Regions from separate parts of the Mus musculus genome. Here region 1 is linked to region 2. Evidence: chromatin contacts called from public ChIA-PET data. All regions are on one chromosome and are shown on one strand. Each heading gives the region's core, a stretch centred on a gene start, on an enhancer-like site or on the middle of the called end of the contact. The rest is flanking DNA. Distances are from core to core; before and after follow the strand shown. Region 1 overlaps Sfswap (splicing factor SWAP). Region 2 overlaps Adgrd1 (adhesion G protein-coupled receptor D1).

Region 1 (6,877 bases), core at 1,109-3,608, 350 kb before region 2:
AGCAACTCCACACCCTCTTTTCCCTGACAACAGACGCCTGTTGCTATCTGCATGCTGCAGCAGGTTCTATGAGGTGAGTGGCTCTCCCTTACCTCTGCGAGGCCCTGCTTCCTTCACACTAGAAATGTACACGAGGGGGAGGCCATGATGTCTTGAGCACTTCTGTTGGCACCAACAGTCACTGTCACTGCTGAGTCATTCCTTCTCAGGACAGCAAAGTTCACAGAGTGGATACTGTAAAGCTTTAGGGTCCCCAGAGGAGAACCCAAGTTTCTCTTTTCCATGCAGTCAGTTCAGGTCTTTAGATTCCTTGTTTCACCCTCTGAACTCAGGTACCTGACTCTCAGGAATTCCCTTCCTAGTCCAAAGCGGTCAGCACTTTCTGACACAGACTCTTCCACTGCAGAGGGTAAAAATAATGTCAGGTAGCCTCCAAACTCCCAAATAGAGGAATGTCTCTGTCCTCATCTCTGCAAGTGTGTAAGAAACCTGATAATTGGCTCACCACACTGATTCGAGGATGTCCCATCACAGCAGACAACTGCCATGGTCTGCTAAAATAGGGCACATACACCATGATATATCTGAGAAAATGAACATTACTTTCCACATTAGTTTATCTGCCCTGTTGAGGCTTCCAGACAACCCAGTGCCTTACAAATATCTCCATAGCCAGGGAGATGGTGGCTCTTTTTTTTTTTTTTTTTTTTCCGAGACAGGGTTTCTCTGTGTAGCCTTGGCTGTCCTGGAACTCACTCTGTAGACTAGGCTGGCCTCAAACTCAGAAATCCACCTGCCTCTGCCTCTCAAGTGCTGGGATTAAAGGCATGTGCCACCACGCCCGGCTGAGATGGCTCTCTTATGAAGTGCTTTCACACTAAACATGAGGACCTGTGTTCAAGTCCCAGAACCTAAAAAAAATGCATAGTGCAGTGGTAAATACTTATAAGCCCAGAGTTAGGAAAGTGGTACCAAGAGGACGGATCCCTGGGACTCTGGCCAGGCTGTCTAGCCTACTTGGTGAGCTCCAGGCTACTAGCAACATTGTCTTAAAGGGGGTGATTTTGTAGGCATTTCTAAAATCCTCTGGCCTTTACACAAAGGCATACACATATAGAACCACAGAATCACACACACACACACACACACACACACACACAATTTTTTTTAAAGTGTCTTTAAGAAAGACTAGCTTTGACATCAGCCTGAAAATGGGAACTGGAATGACTTCTGCAGTGAGCATGAAGGTCACATCTGGGCCACCAGATGCATCTACAGCGTCCAACATGTTTAAAAAATGTTTCTTTTCTTAGATTAGACTTTCTTTCTGAAAATCTTCTCTGAACTAAGTTAAAACTTACACAGTGCATGTGAGCCATCCATCCATCCATGTGGAAATCAGAAGTCAGCACATGTATGTATCGTCCTCAGCTGACATTCTCCTTAACTGCTTTCCACCTTACCGTCTGAGCCAGGGTTTCTTACAGGCCGCACTTTACTCCCTAGGCATAGCCGTCTCTCTGTTCCTGACGGTGGGTGTGAGGCGACTAGCTGCTTTAAGCTCTGGCCACTGAGCCTTCCTTTCTGTGATGGACTGTGATCTGCAATAGTGAATTGCACACATCCTATCCCTCTCCAGGTGTTTTTTTTCCAGGACATCTTATCACAACGACAGACAACTAGGCCAGAAGCTAAGTGAGTACAGATGATTGGGCACTGTCAGTCAATCAGGGGTCAGTGTGGACTGTCATCTGTTCTCTCACAGGCCCCGGGCCCCATTCATATATTTAAACAACTCAAGAGAAAAAAACAAAGAAGGAAAATAGTTATTTTACAATATGGAAAATGTGGTTCTCACATCCTGATGGCTACACAGTTTTTGTATTGTTTCTCTGATAGCATTTCATGTAGAATTTCTAATCCTCCTGCTTCTACCTCCTGGCTTATACCAAAATATTATTGTTCAAGTATCTTGTCTGTGGTGACATGTTTGGAAATGTGTACTCCTGACTTCTAAGAAGGTCTAGCCCTGACTCCACTGTACAGCTTAGAAAGAGGACTGAAACACAAACACAGAAGCAACGCAGCACGAACAGGATTGACCACAGAAGACAGAAATAATCACCTGATGCCAAAGAGAGGCAAGCCACAAGCAGAGAACAGGACACTCACAGGGAAAGGAGGCGCAGACCAACAGCCAGAAAGTGGTACTGAAAGCATCCGACTAATGGGACTGTGAGCTTCCTACTGAAGGCACACATGGGAAATGCAGACTGACTAAGCAACTGACACTGAAGGCAGAGGCATTGGCAGGTGCCCAAGTGCAAACAGCACATAGCTAGTGGGTAGGAAGACAATGCTGAAGCCTCTTCCTGAACACGGGGCGGAGTCACTATGCTGTAGGCGCATGTGGCTCAGCAGAGGCTGTGTTGCAGTGTATGTCAAAAGGCAGCCAACATGCTCAAACATGAAAGAATTTAAGAGAACAGCATGAGATCCAGCAGAAGAAAACCAGTCAACCAGTAACACCAGTACCTGCCAGCCCAGGGTCCTCTGTGGTGTCAAGAGTTACACTGGGCTCTGGTTCACAAGACTCCAAGGGACAGAAACTGTTATCTGAAAACCTCACACCCAGACCCGGACATGGTCTTCTTTTATATGAAGGCTGAAGGCTGGCTTTTTTTCTTTCCTTTGAAAAAAAGTCTCACTCTCTGTACGTGCCAGGCTGACTTTAAATGCAAGCGCTTCCTGCCTCTACTTCCTGAGTCCTCTGAGTCCAGGTAGCCTACCAGTTACCAGTGCTCATTTGTTTTACCTAAACCTCTGAAGAGCCCTTGAAAACACCTAGCTTATGAGACTCAAACTGTCTAAGAGATGAATCACATAAGCAACTCAACTGGAGATACTGTGCTGGAAAAAACAATCCAGTGAGCCACAGAACTGAGGCTAAGCAAGTGGGAATTACAGTTAGAGACAGAACACACACATTCCTCATATGCTCTCTCAACATGAAGCTAATAAATAGTCCTAACAAAAACTAGGAACAGGGCTAAGTAAAGGGAAAGTGAGCCCAGGGCCTGGAGATGTGCTATGCAAAGGCTGCCCCTGTGAGCTAGAAACCCTGGGAAGGAAATGACTTCACAGGGACTCATCCCCTCTCACAAAAAAGCATGCAACTTCACCTCCTGTCCTTACTGGGGCCGGGGCTGAACCCGAGGTCCTGAGCCTGCCGTGCAAGTGCTCCACCTCTAAGCTACATCCCCTACCTCTAGATCTCTACTCTGACCTAGAAAGAGACCTTCCAGGGCTGGCTTTCTGAGTGGTGAACAGCTACACCTAGAGTTTAGCTCTGAGTTTGGATCCCAGGGTCTGTGGTTGAGCCCCAGGAAAATCTTCCCACCATAACCCACACTGCTTAAGTTTTGCTGTGCAGCTACAGGCAGGTCATCCCTCTCCTCTGTGGTGAGGTAGTTCCACGGCCATGCCTTCCTTGCTTCTTCCTACCTTTCTAGACTAACAACTACACTGTCGACAAAAGACAATGCCACTATCACAGCCACCCAGCTGTGAAACACTGGCACAGGGACCAGTGAGCTGGCTGAGTGAGCAAAGAGGCTTGCTGCCAGGCCTGACAACTGAATTTGATTCCTGGGACCCACAGGGGCGGACAGAACTGACTGCTGCAGGGTACCCTTGGAACGCCCTGCATGTACTATGCTGTGATAACACACATAAAATAAAATTTAAAAATATGGTAACAAAATGTAAACTAGGATAGGCTCGGGAAGTGGCTTAGCAGGTAGAACTGCTTGTGCACAGGCCTGATGCACTGAGGTTGATTCTGAGAACACAGGCCAAGGTAGAAGGGAAGAAGTGACCCCACGAGATTATCCTCTGACCTTCTAGAAGAACACTGTGGCACACGTGTATCCCCACTCACATGCAATTGTGCATGCACACAGAAAGTTCAGTCACAAGGAACACTTTAGTTATTTATAGAACATTACAGAAAGCATTGTTGGCTCTGACAGTGGACAATATTTCAGCATTAATGCCTCTTGCATAATTTAATTATACTCTTCTATAAGGATTTATTGCAAAGTAGCCAAGTAATATAGAATAGGGCTTGAAAAATGGTTTACCATCAAGTTAAGAAATGAAAGAAATTGTTAATTTTATACATCTTCACTTAAAGAGCTTCTAGAAGAAATTTTATCACATAAAAAGTAAGATGTTCTTTTTCCCAGGCTGCCCAAATCTGGGGAAATTAGTGAGAAGCAAGCCCAGGAGCTGGGTGTGTCCTGAGCTCCTAAGTAGCACCAAAGGAAAGAAGAGCTGCTAGCTTTGCTAGCAGAGACCCGCAGGGCCATGTGCCTAGACACACAAATGTCCCAGCTGTGAAAACTCACTCAGCAGTGGAACCCTAGACATACCTGAACACTCAAGGGTGGCATGCAGCTCAGTGGTACAGTGTTTCTTCTAACATGTGTGAAGCCTTACGTTTCTCCCCAGCACCACCTAAGACCTGGTGTGACAGTGGATGTCTGCAATCCTAGCTTGTAGAGATGGAGACAGGAGAGCAGAAAGTTCAAGGTCATCCTTGGCTACAAGGCTGAGTTTGAGGAAAGCTGGGGTTACATGAGACCCTGCCTCAAAAAACAAACAAACAAACAAACAAACAAACAAACACCCAAGACAAAAATCTGCATGTCTGTTGGCAAGGACCTGTTCAAAGAGGCAAGTACACAAGCTAGCCCTCCACCTCAGCTTCTTTCTCCCAGTTCTCAATGACACTGTATATCTTCAGACACCTACACAGACGTCCCTTCCACCTCATGCTGGCCTTCTTCCCCAGCATCTCTACTTCCTCAGAAGCCACACACTCTATGGGCCCCCAACAGTGCAGATAGCTCTATTCAAGCTCCAGTGCTCAGGAGGCGGGCAGGGGGGCAAAATATTCATGTAGCTACTACTATGCTTCAGTAGCGAGAGGCACCTCAGCCTCTGGCTATCACTGAAGTCTAAGACTGGGTATCCTTGGCACTAACGGGACATGCTTTGGATGTGCATGTTTCAGTCTTACACCTAATGCCACTCACACTGCCTGCTTACCCCATAATCCCACTAATAAAGCCACTGCCCGTCAGCTTCCTCTTTGCTGCAGTGACATCTGTTTCTCCATTCAGGCCCTTTGGTTAAGATGCCCATTTCTGTGGCCTCCAACCCAACTCTGCCCTGTGGGGCCTCCCTAGGTAAGCCCTTGTGCAGCAGCTGGGGAACAGCTGAGCAAAACCTTTAAAATGACATACACTCATTTTCACCTCATTTATCTGAAGCGGCTCTGAGGGGATTGCCACTTATATCCCACCTATGAAACTTATTTGTACATTAAACATTTCCCCCATTTCCTTAATAGTTTCATTAAAAACAAAAATGCATTCGTAGACGTAATCAAGCGTTGACTATGGTTTAAAGTAGAAGGCCTTCCCTCCTGGCCCAGCCTCTCCTTAGGAGAACTCATCTGGCTCTCAGACTCAGAAGTCGGCTGGTGGGCAGCCACAGGCTCTTGCTGGCTGTTTTCCAGACACTGCTCTTGAGCCCTGGCTGTGCCCACTTTCCTCTGCACTTCCTGCTGCAGAGCCAGCCAGTGCTGGGCTGTCTGTGCTAAGCCTGTAGGCGCTCCCCGAGGGGCAGTGGTCCCGCCTGCAGGTAGCCTGTGCCATGGCTCACCAGGCAGAGGGGTCTCCACTTTGCAAGGTTGAGATTTTGCTTTTTACCACATTTTCTCTTAAACAATTTCTTTTCAGTTAAACTTACTATAATTATGTATCTGGTTAAATTTTATGCCAACACACAATTTAAATAAGAAGAGAATTGCTGTTTCTGTGAATTTAAAGTGGAATGCTTTGGAAAAATTGGATAAAAAGCCAAGTGCTTTAAAAAGCTACTGTGCAATTACAGGAGGAAAAGAAACTGTTGAGGCTCCAAATAACAAAATAAAAAGCCTACACTGCAGGGCTGGAGCATTGGGCGCCTGCTCCCCACGACAGAAACCCTGACTGGGAGGGGGATGAGGAAGGTGGGGGACATGCTTTGCTGGAGCCTAAGGAGCAGCTGTGGCCCAGAGTTGAAAGGGTGGAGAAGAGCACATTCGAGCTCTTCAAAAGAAAAGACGGTGGGCCAGTGAGACAGCGAAGGCGCTCGCCATCTCATCCCCCAGCCTGCCTGCCTACCCTACAAGCCTAGCAACTGGAGTCTGGTCCCAGAATCCAGGAAAGAGAACCAACTCCACTCAATTGTTCTCTCACATGTGTACGTATGTATGTGCTCACAGTGCGTGAGTGTGTGCATGCGTGTTCGTGCATGTGCGCACACGTACACACATGGATAATAAATAAAACACTGTTAAAAAGATAAAGAGCAAGCCCAGCAGGCAGGGCTAGCCGGCCTGGCGACAGTGGCTCTGCTCTCTGAAGACTGATCAGATCCACACTACCATCTGCAGACCTGTTTTCAGTACATTTGTTTTGTTTAAGGCATGAACTATTTCATGGACTTCCAATAGCAAGTCACATTTCGTCATGTCTCCTTGTATTAGACTTCTTTTCAAGTTTCTCATATTCTGCTACTGTTGTTTACATAACCAGAGAATTTTCTAACTAGGAAAAGGAAGAAAAGAAAAGACCTCTACAAATCACCTTAGGTTTTACTTGACCATTGCAATGTGGAATCTTAAAATACAACAGAAATAATTATTTTCAATGTTTCATTCAGAATAGAATACATTTGCGTTCTGTATGTACAGATGGCAAAAATCAAGGCCTGCCGAAGTACAGCAACTCACATAGACAGGGTCTCACTGTACAGCACCATTGCA
Region 2 (7,393 bases), core at 2,120-4,619:
CCCAGAGAAACTCAGACACCATGGCACTTCTGGTGGGCACTGCAGGCTGCCAGAGAGGAGAGCAGAGCAAAGCAGGTGTCTGAAGACACCACGGCTGCTTCAACAGTTGATAAGGACCAGGAGGAATGCCAGGAAGCTGGGAAGGGAGGCAGCCTGGTCATGACTGAGTGCAAAGGCTGAAAGGGAGAGGAAACGCTGGGTGAGATGGGAGAAAAGCAGCCCTCCGGCTCCAGGACCTGAGAGAATGAAGAGCAGAACTTCAGGGCCAACCGTGGAGACAGAGGCAATGAGGGAACACAAGGTGTCCCTAGGAAAAGCAACCGAGTCCAGCACAGCCACCTTGTAAAATGAAGGCAAGATGGACGTTGTGAGATAAACAGCCGACAGAGCTGCTTCGCCAGATACAGAAAGAAAAGAGAATGCTCAGCTCAGGGAAGAGAGCTAGGGGCACGCACAGCAATGACAGGCACATCAGTGCAGGCACAAAGACACATGTACACACACATACAGAAAGACAGACTCGCGAACACAGAGACACACCCACGTGCGCGCACCCAGATTCGTGGACACACATAGAAACACAGACCTACACACAATGACACCAATAGCTTATGAAATTATAAGCAACGGTGGAGTTGGGTGCCCTCCTCTTTTCTTTTCTCTCAATTGAGTTAAAAAGCAATAATATCAAATGACATTTATAGAGCTGCATTATTAGGTCCATAACAAATAGAAATGTAATAAGCTTCCAAGGTACACGGGAGGGAGAGAGGGAAACGCAGTGTGGGAGCGTGGTGACAAGACCAGATGGCAATTCAGACTGCAGGGACATCTGCAGAGGACCAGAAGACCAGACATGGTACGTCCGATGGATAACAAGACACACCCTGCAGAGACACACCCTCGGTCTCCTCTCTTGGCTTCTGTTAGAGAGGGGAGGTTGATAAAGAGATACCATAACCCTTGGCCCCCCATGCAGTTGTGATATGTGTAGCAATAACCACAGAAAAAAGGGGATAAAGTAATAGAAACACTTAACAGCAACGCTTCCCCGTCTCACTGTAATTTAGTGAGAACATAAAATAGATTTTAATATGCTGAAATGCATACAGTATGTGCGGGGGTAACCGCTAAAGAAAACGACCCAGGAAATACAAGGTGAGCTCATTAAGAGTATTAAAGCGCCACACAGGAAAATACCCACTTAAGTCAAAGGAAGGCAGAGAGGGAGCAGAAACAGGAACGGGCCAAGTGACGTCAACATCTCACTTCAAAAAAAAAATGAGCAGAGCAAACAGAGGAAAGACCTAGGTCAGAATGGAGAACTCGAATGTCACCTTGAACTAGCTAAGCCTGACAGGGTTTGAACACGCTGTCCAACAGCAAAACACAGACTCTTTCCAAGACAATGGTATATTGATACACCATGAGTCACGCTGACCAATCCCATCTCCAGCAATGTCCCTCCACACCTGATCCCCCCCCCATCCCATACCATCTCCACCTAAACCCAACCCATCTCTAGCTAAACCCACCCCATCTCCATCTAAACCCATCCCGTCTCTACCAAACCCTGCCCCACAGTCACCTGCTCTGCCTCTCTGCCACCAGAACCCATTCCATTCCATCTGCCCCATCCCTACCCGGCCCACCTCATCCCTCCCAACCTATATTAATAGGTCCCACCCCTGCCATCTGCCCCACCCCTGCCACACACCCCAGCCTATCCTTGCCCTCTGCCCCTCCCCTACTACATACCCCAGCCTATCCCATAGTAGTAGAGGTGCTTGCTGTCCTCTGAGCCGAAGACCTTTATCACCATGCTGTAGAGATGTAGTCCCTCCACCAGCATCCAAGCAAAGGCGGTCAGGAAGAAGTAATGTAGGAGGACAGCCAGCACCTGGCACGGGACCTGGTAGCCAAGCAAAGGTGCAGGGTGAGACCACGGGGTACATGGGGGGGCCGTGCTGAGGCTTTGCTTACTCTTATTTATTCCCAGGACCTCATTTTATTCCTGGGGAGGCAAGGCTCAGTTTCTCAGGCCAGAGTTCTACAGCCCGTGTTGCTGCCACTCCCCACATGCCCACTGCTACTCCCCAGCCATGCCCACTGCCACTGCCACTGCCGTGACTCAAGAAGAGACAGCTGCCGGCCGAGGGTCAGCACCCACTCACCGTGCCAGGCTCCATGCTGAAGCTGATCAGCAGCAAGACCTGGGCTACCAGGACAGCGAAGGACAGGTTGGCGTGGATGTGGTAACGCTGGTTCCGAATGGTGCTGACAGAACTGAAGACAGAGAGGCGGGTGTAAGTCCCGGAGCTCAGCCTCGACATCCTACCCCCACTCGGGTCCCCTCTCTACTTCTCTTTGAGAAACCATGAGTATCTTCATAGCTCCTACCCCTGCCCATGCCATAGCTCCCTGCTTGGACCCTGGTTGTTCTGGGCTAGCCTCCTACTTCCTTTCATAGTTCCAGCCACTCTGCACAGCCTGAGCCCTTCCCGGAAGTTCAGTGGCTCCTCTAACCTCCCTGGGCCCTCTTCTGTTTCACCCTTTCCACTGTGAGGGATGGGGTGGGGGAGATGGAGGGAACTAATTGAAATTCTAAATTAGAACCTGCAGAAAATACACCCCATGACGTCATGGGCATCATCGAAATTGAGGGCAGCAGGAAGGGAGGGCGCCTCTTGGATACAGGAGGGTGGCTACAGGACCCGCCATTCTTTTATGGTCATTCCTGGCAGGGCTCTTCCTGGAGGCCTGGATGACTACCAATAGGGAGGGCTTTCTGGCCTCCCACCCTAAGATGCTCACCTCTGCACTGTCTCCTTGTGCGTGGCAGACTGCTCGAGAAGGCATTTATTTATTCTTTGGCTTTCTTGGTTATTGATGGGCCCCATCCAAAGGCATTTATGCATAACTTGGCCTCAAAACCAAGCACCATTGCTTGCTGATGAGGGTGCAGTCAAGGATGTATGTGCTAGCTCTCGCCTGGCTCAGATCCCACCGGAACTCAAGTGCCAAGGTGGGACTTTCCAGACCTTTCTGACATGTCTAAAACCTGCTGACCCTACCCTACAGGCCCTGCTATTTCCATTTTTTCTGCACCTCAGATATGAAAGTGAAAGTCACCGGAGAACAGTCACATAGTCACATCTGTACCCCTACTAGCTAGGACGCATGCCCCCGCCCCCCCAAAGGGTCTTCAGAGCCAGACAGAGGAATGGCCAGAGTGACAGGAAACACTTATATTTCCAGTAACTTTCTAGACTTCCTGGGGACACAAGGAGAGGGTGACTCACGACAGTACTGCGAAGGTGACCAGGGTGGCAGCCAGGCAGAGAACTGACAGAGAGCAGCCAACGTAACTGATGGACGACAGCGCCACCTGGTGTCCATGTGTGAGCTGCGGGAACAGAAGGAGATGTGGGAGGCTGGCCTTCCATCCATCCCATCCCCTGGCTGGGATGGTGCCAAAGTGGTTACACCCACAGTGCTGACCTTGTAATGCCAACCTCCAAGACTTGCCTCACAGAAAGAGGGCTACACCACACTGGAATTCAGGGTTGGCATTTCCCGTGCTCTGGGTTGCTCCGTTGTATCCGCTGTGTTCCCCACTTAAGCTACCTGGCCTGTATTACCACCATACTCCCAGCCATGTCTGAATGGGTGATCTAGGATGATCAGAGATATGTGCCTCCTCTGGCTATGAAATTCAGAGAGCAACAGTGAGGGGCTTGAGGTGGGTACCAGTGGATGCACAGACATAAGGCTAGGAAAACTACACACAGCATGCTGGGTGAGAGGATCACTTCCAGGTCTCTTGTCCTCAGTATCACTAACCCCCAAATTGACAGTCACTATATACTTGCCTTCACTGGCAGGCACACACCAGCCCTTGGGACCATCTCTTAAGTGGGCACCTATGTGGTCACCTGGACTGACATCTGTTGTGACAGACCATCTTCCATGCAATACAAGACATATGTAACAGACTATGCATCCCACTGGAGCCCAGCAGCCTGGGCTTGATGTTCTCATCCATGCCTCAGCATCTGGTACCTGGCCCTGTTCTGTTAAGGCTGGGTTTTTGGCTCTACCGGATGGTGTCCCAGCTCTGACGGAGGCTGAGCTTCCCCCTCATGCACTCTCTGGCCCTGGACAGAGCCTAGATACAGCCAGGCCTTGAGAGCCACCATGGTTCGCTGGGCGGCTCGAGGTTGGCGAGTATCCCTCATCTCAATCATTTGCTGACCACAGGCAGGAGCCTTACTGGGGCTGAGCCCAGGCTGTCAGCATTCTGTGTCCTATGGAAATGGATACACAATGCAGGTACAGGTGGGCATGAACATCCCAGCTACTGTGGAAGGATGGAGATGCCATGACCCCCTCACGGAGTTAATTAGACATCGAGACTAGGCCTTCTGCAGCTCAGGTCACCCCATGGGAGAGTCCGATAAGGAATCTGGGCCTCAGATACTTCCTACCAGGACCCAGGAGTCTCTCTGTCTCCCATCAGCCACCTGGCTTACCAGGGAAATGAGGTGCACAAGTCCTTCACAATGAATAAAATTCAGGACTTTTTCATCAAAAGCCAGGAGACTCCTCAAGGTTGATAGATTGACTAAGCTGCCAATCACAACAAGGAGCTACCTTCCTGGCTAAAGGACAGAGTCTAGTCCCTGGAGTCCTGGTGGGAACTGCCACCACATCAGGATGCAGCCACTCTCCTGAGAGATACCTGTAGCCCACAGAGACAAAAAATAGGCTCTTTCCCCATTATCTGTACTGGCTGTCAGGAACTAAGATTAACCTATGATACAAAGCCAGGCAAGGATGGAGGTAGGAAATCCAAGGACCAAAGACACAGGGCCAGGTGTGGTATAGATTCTCAGGACTGAGTCCTTCATGTCACACCAGATACCAGGAGATAAGGACCCCCTCCCTTTGCTGGCAGATCCTGACCCCAAAGTGCTGGGGGGCAGTGGTAACTGCTGGCAAAGTCCCCTTTATCCCCTAGCTCATCTCAGAGGCTTGAAAACAGCCAGATAGGCTTTGACATTGAACTTTTGTGGGTTTCAGGCCCAGCAGGGGGATTTAACTAACCTACAGCACTCAAAAGGAGAATTAAAGGGGTGTGTGGAATGGCTGGAGAGACAACTACCACTGAAGCAGGTCCCCACGGAGGTCAGAATCCTGAGGGGACACGTGAAAGGGGCTGGTCTGTATGCACCTAGTTGGAGCAATCTCCAAGATGCACCTACTCATTTGTAAGAAAGGAGCAATCTTCACCCTTTGTTCAGAGAACAAAGAGGTGCTTGCTGCAGGCTCAGAAGGCTTGTCGGTGGTGATGGAAACCACCAATGGAGAGGGAGGTGGCTCTGTGTGTGTGTGTGTGTGTGTGTGTGTGTGTGTGTGTGTGTGTGTGTGTGTGTATAATCTCTACAAAAATCCACAAAGAATTCCTCCACTATCTTATGCCTCTTCCATCTGGTTCTTGGACTCCTTTGGGGCTCCCTGCCCATAAGGAAACCAAAACTCAGACTATGGTACACTTCCACCTTCAAGCCTAGGCTGCCCATGCTGGCCAGTCCTTTGCTTCATTTTTTTGGGCACTGTCTCATCTAACCTGTCCCTGCACCTAGTCACCAAGCCTACCCCTTACCCCATGGAGCAAGACCCCCATTCTGAAGGCAGCCTCCTCCTCAAATAGGATCCCAGAGGAGACAGCTCCCCACCCCCAGCTTCAGAGCAGCTGATTCTTAATGAAGATTCTGGAATAAGACTGGTGGACCCCAGAGTAAGGACCTAGGGTGGGGCTCCCCAGACGTTACCTGGAAGCCTTTTATCTGCTCTGTCCCAGAGTCCCTCCTCTCTCCTCCCCTCCCTGACTTTCCTAGAAGCAGTTTACACTGTCCTTTCTGATGTGACTTCCTAGGCTCACATCCATGGCCCAAGTGGCCCAGGAGCCTCCCCAGAGCCTTAGGGAAAGATGTCTCATGGGAAGCAACCGACAAGAAGGCTGACACAGGGAGTGAATGAGACAATGGGAGACAGAAAGGGAGACAGGAATGAACACTTGAAGCGGGAGGCAACAGGGGAGAGAATAAGATAGGGATTAGGAAGATGAAGAGGAAAGAAAAGACTCTGCCCTGAGGTCTCTAGCAATGGCATCCAACATCTTCCTCAGCCATTCTCTCCTTTATTACTGAGGTAAGGTCTCTGGCTACAACCAGAGCCAATGGGGTTATCCTAGTTAGTCAGCTTGAACCAGGAATCCCCCAAGCCCATTCAGTTTTTCTGTGGGTGGCTAGGGACCCAGACTCTAGCCCCCACTTGCATGATAAATGCTTTATTAGCTGAGCCATCTCCGACGCTGATGTTTTAATGGAAGAGGTCCACACTTCCAGAGGGAGTGGCTAGGCCTGCTCCCCATCCTCCTGTCTCCACCCCAATCTGACGTGAGCCATCACAACCAGGGCATCCCTGAGGTCCTCATGCTCAAAGTTCATTCTGTGCCAGGTGTGGAGGGCGGGGGCTGGGGGGGGGTTCAAGGATGAAGGATGGTTCAGAAGCAGAACCATCAGCTGAGTACTTGGAGTTAGGAACTCAAGGCAGGGCGCTGAGCCTGGGTTCTCAGACTGAATGGTACCCACTCCATCTCCTTCTGATAACTGCCATGGGCCTCCAGGAGCTAGCAGCCCTGAGCTGGACTGCAGATGGCAGAGCTGAGGCTCAGCAGACCCACACAGCACACGGCAGGGAGGAACCCTAGTTGGGTGGAGGGGGTGAGTACTGCAGACCCACAGCCCAGGACAGGGATACAAGTATCTGCTGGACATTGCTTGGCATGCACAGACAGGCTGAATGTCCTGTAGAAAGAGCTTGCCTGTGCCCAGTCCTCACAGACCCCTCCAACCCTAGGAAACACCCATATGGTTTTGGCTATGCTGCACTCCTGCCCCCCCCACCCCCAAAGCAGCTCACACAGTGGTTCCACCAGTCTCATCACCCCTTGCTTTCATGCCTCCATACAGGTCACCTTCAGGGCCATATCCGACTGCCACTATCTTGAATCCAGACAAGAGATGGAAAGGGGTTCCACGACAGAACACCCAACACCGGCTTCAGGACCGAGTCTGTGCTGTCTTTCCCACCATGGCCAGATTTAGAAATACCAAAAAAAAAAAAAAAAAAAAAAAAAAAAAACCTGGCATTGGCTTCAGGACTGGATCCTCTGAGTCAGTGACCACAAACTCAGTGCCCCTGAAGTGCCTGGGAAAACTGCAGGAGGCCAGCTGAGGTTCCCACTCGGAGGAGCATGTGGGACCACTCTGCCCAGAGACCATTCGTTCCTCCTTCATCTGAGCCTGCTGGCCTAGTCAGGTCATCC

What was found. ChIA-PET counts read pairs in DNA pulled down with a chosen protein or histone mark.
Region 1: a contact with region 2 is called in an RNA polymerase II ChIA-PET map of memory CD8 T cells, with 13 read pairs. The contact joins two enhancer-like sites. A contact is called at or near these places in 4 of 484 Hi-C or Micro-C datasets (cortical neurons, palatal mesenchyme and pre-hematopoietic stem cells) and 3 of 115 datasets of contacts at active chromatin or transcription factors (bone marrow-derived macrophages, embryonic stem cells and memory CD8 T cells).

Annotation. Positions count from the first base shown.
Region 1 is chr5:129,520,427-129,527,303 of GRCm38.p6, reverse strand. All of the region lies in intron 7 of Sfswap (splicing factor SWAP), which reads right to left. Among named protein-coding and RNA genes, the nearest start is that of Sfswap, 23 kb to the right of the region's middle. Within about 2 kb of position 2,358, at least 50 of the 459 cell types and tissues checked have an H3K27ac peak or open chromatin away from gene starts, as enhancers often do. A contact at or near this core is called in memory CD8 T cells, where this site is marked.
Region 2 is chr5:129,174,062-129,181,454 of GRCm38.p6, reverse strand. Adgrd1 (adhesion G protein-coupled receptor D1) reads right to left here. Exons shown (of 25, transcript NM_001347486.1): 16 at 3,303-3,406; 17 at 2,175-2,286; 18 at 1,759-1,912. Among named protein-coding and RNA genes, the nearest start is that of Gm46923, 61 kb to the right of the region's middle. Within about 2 kb of position 3,369, at least 48 of the 459 cell types and tissues checked have an H3K27ac peak or open chromatin away from gene starts, as enhancers often do. A contact at or near this core is called in memory CD8 T cells, where this site is marked.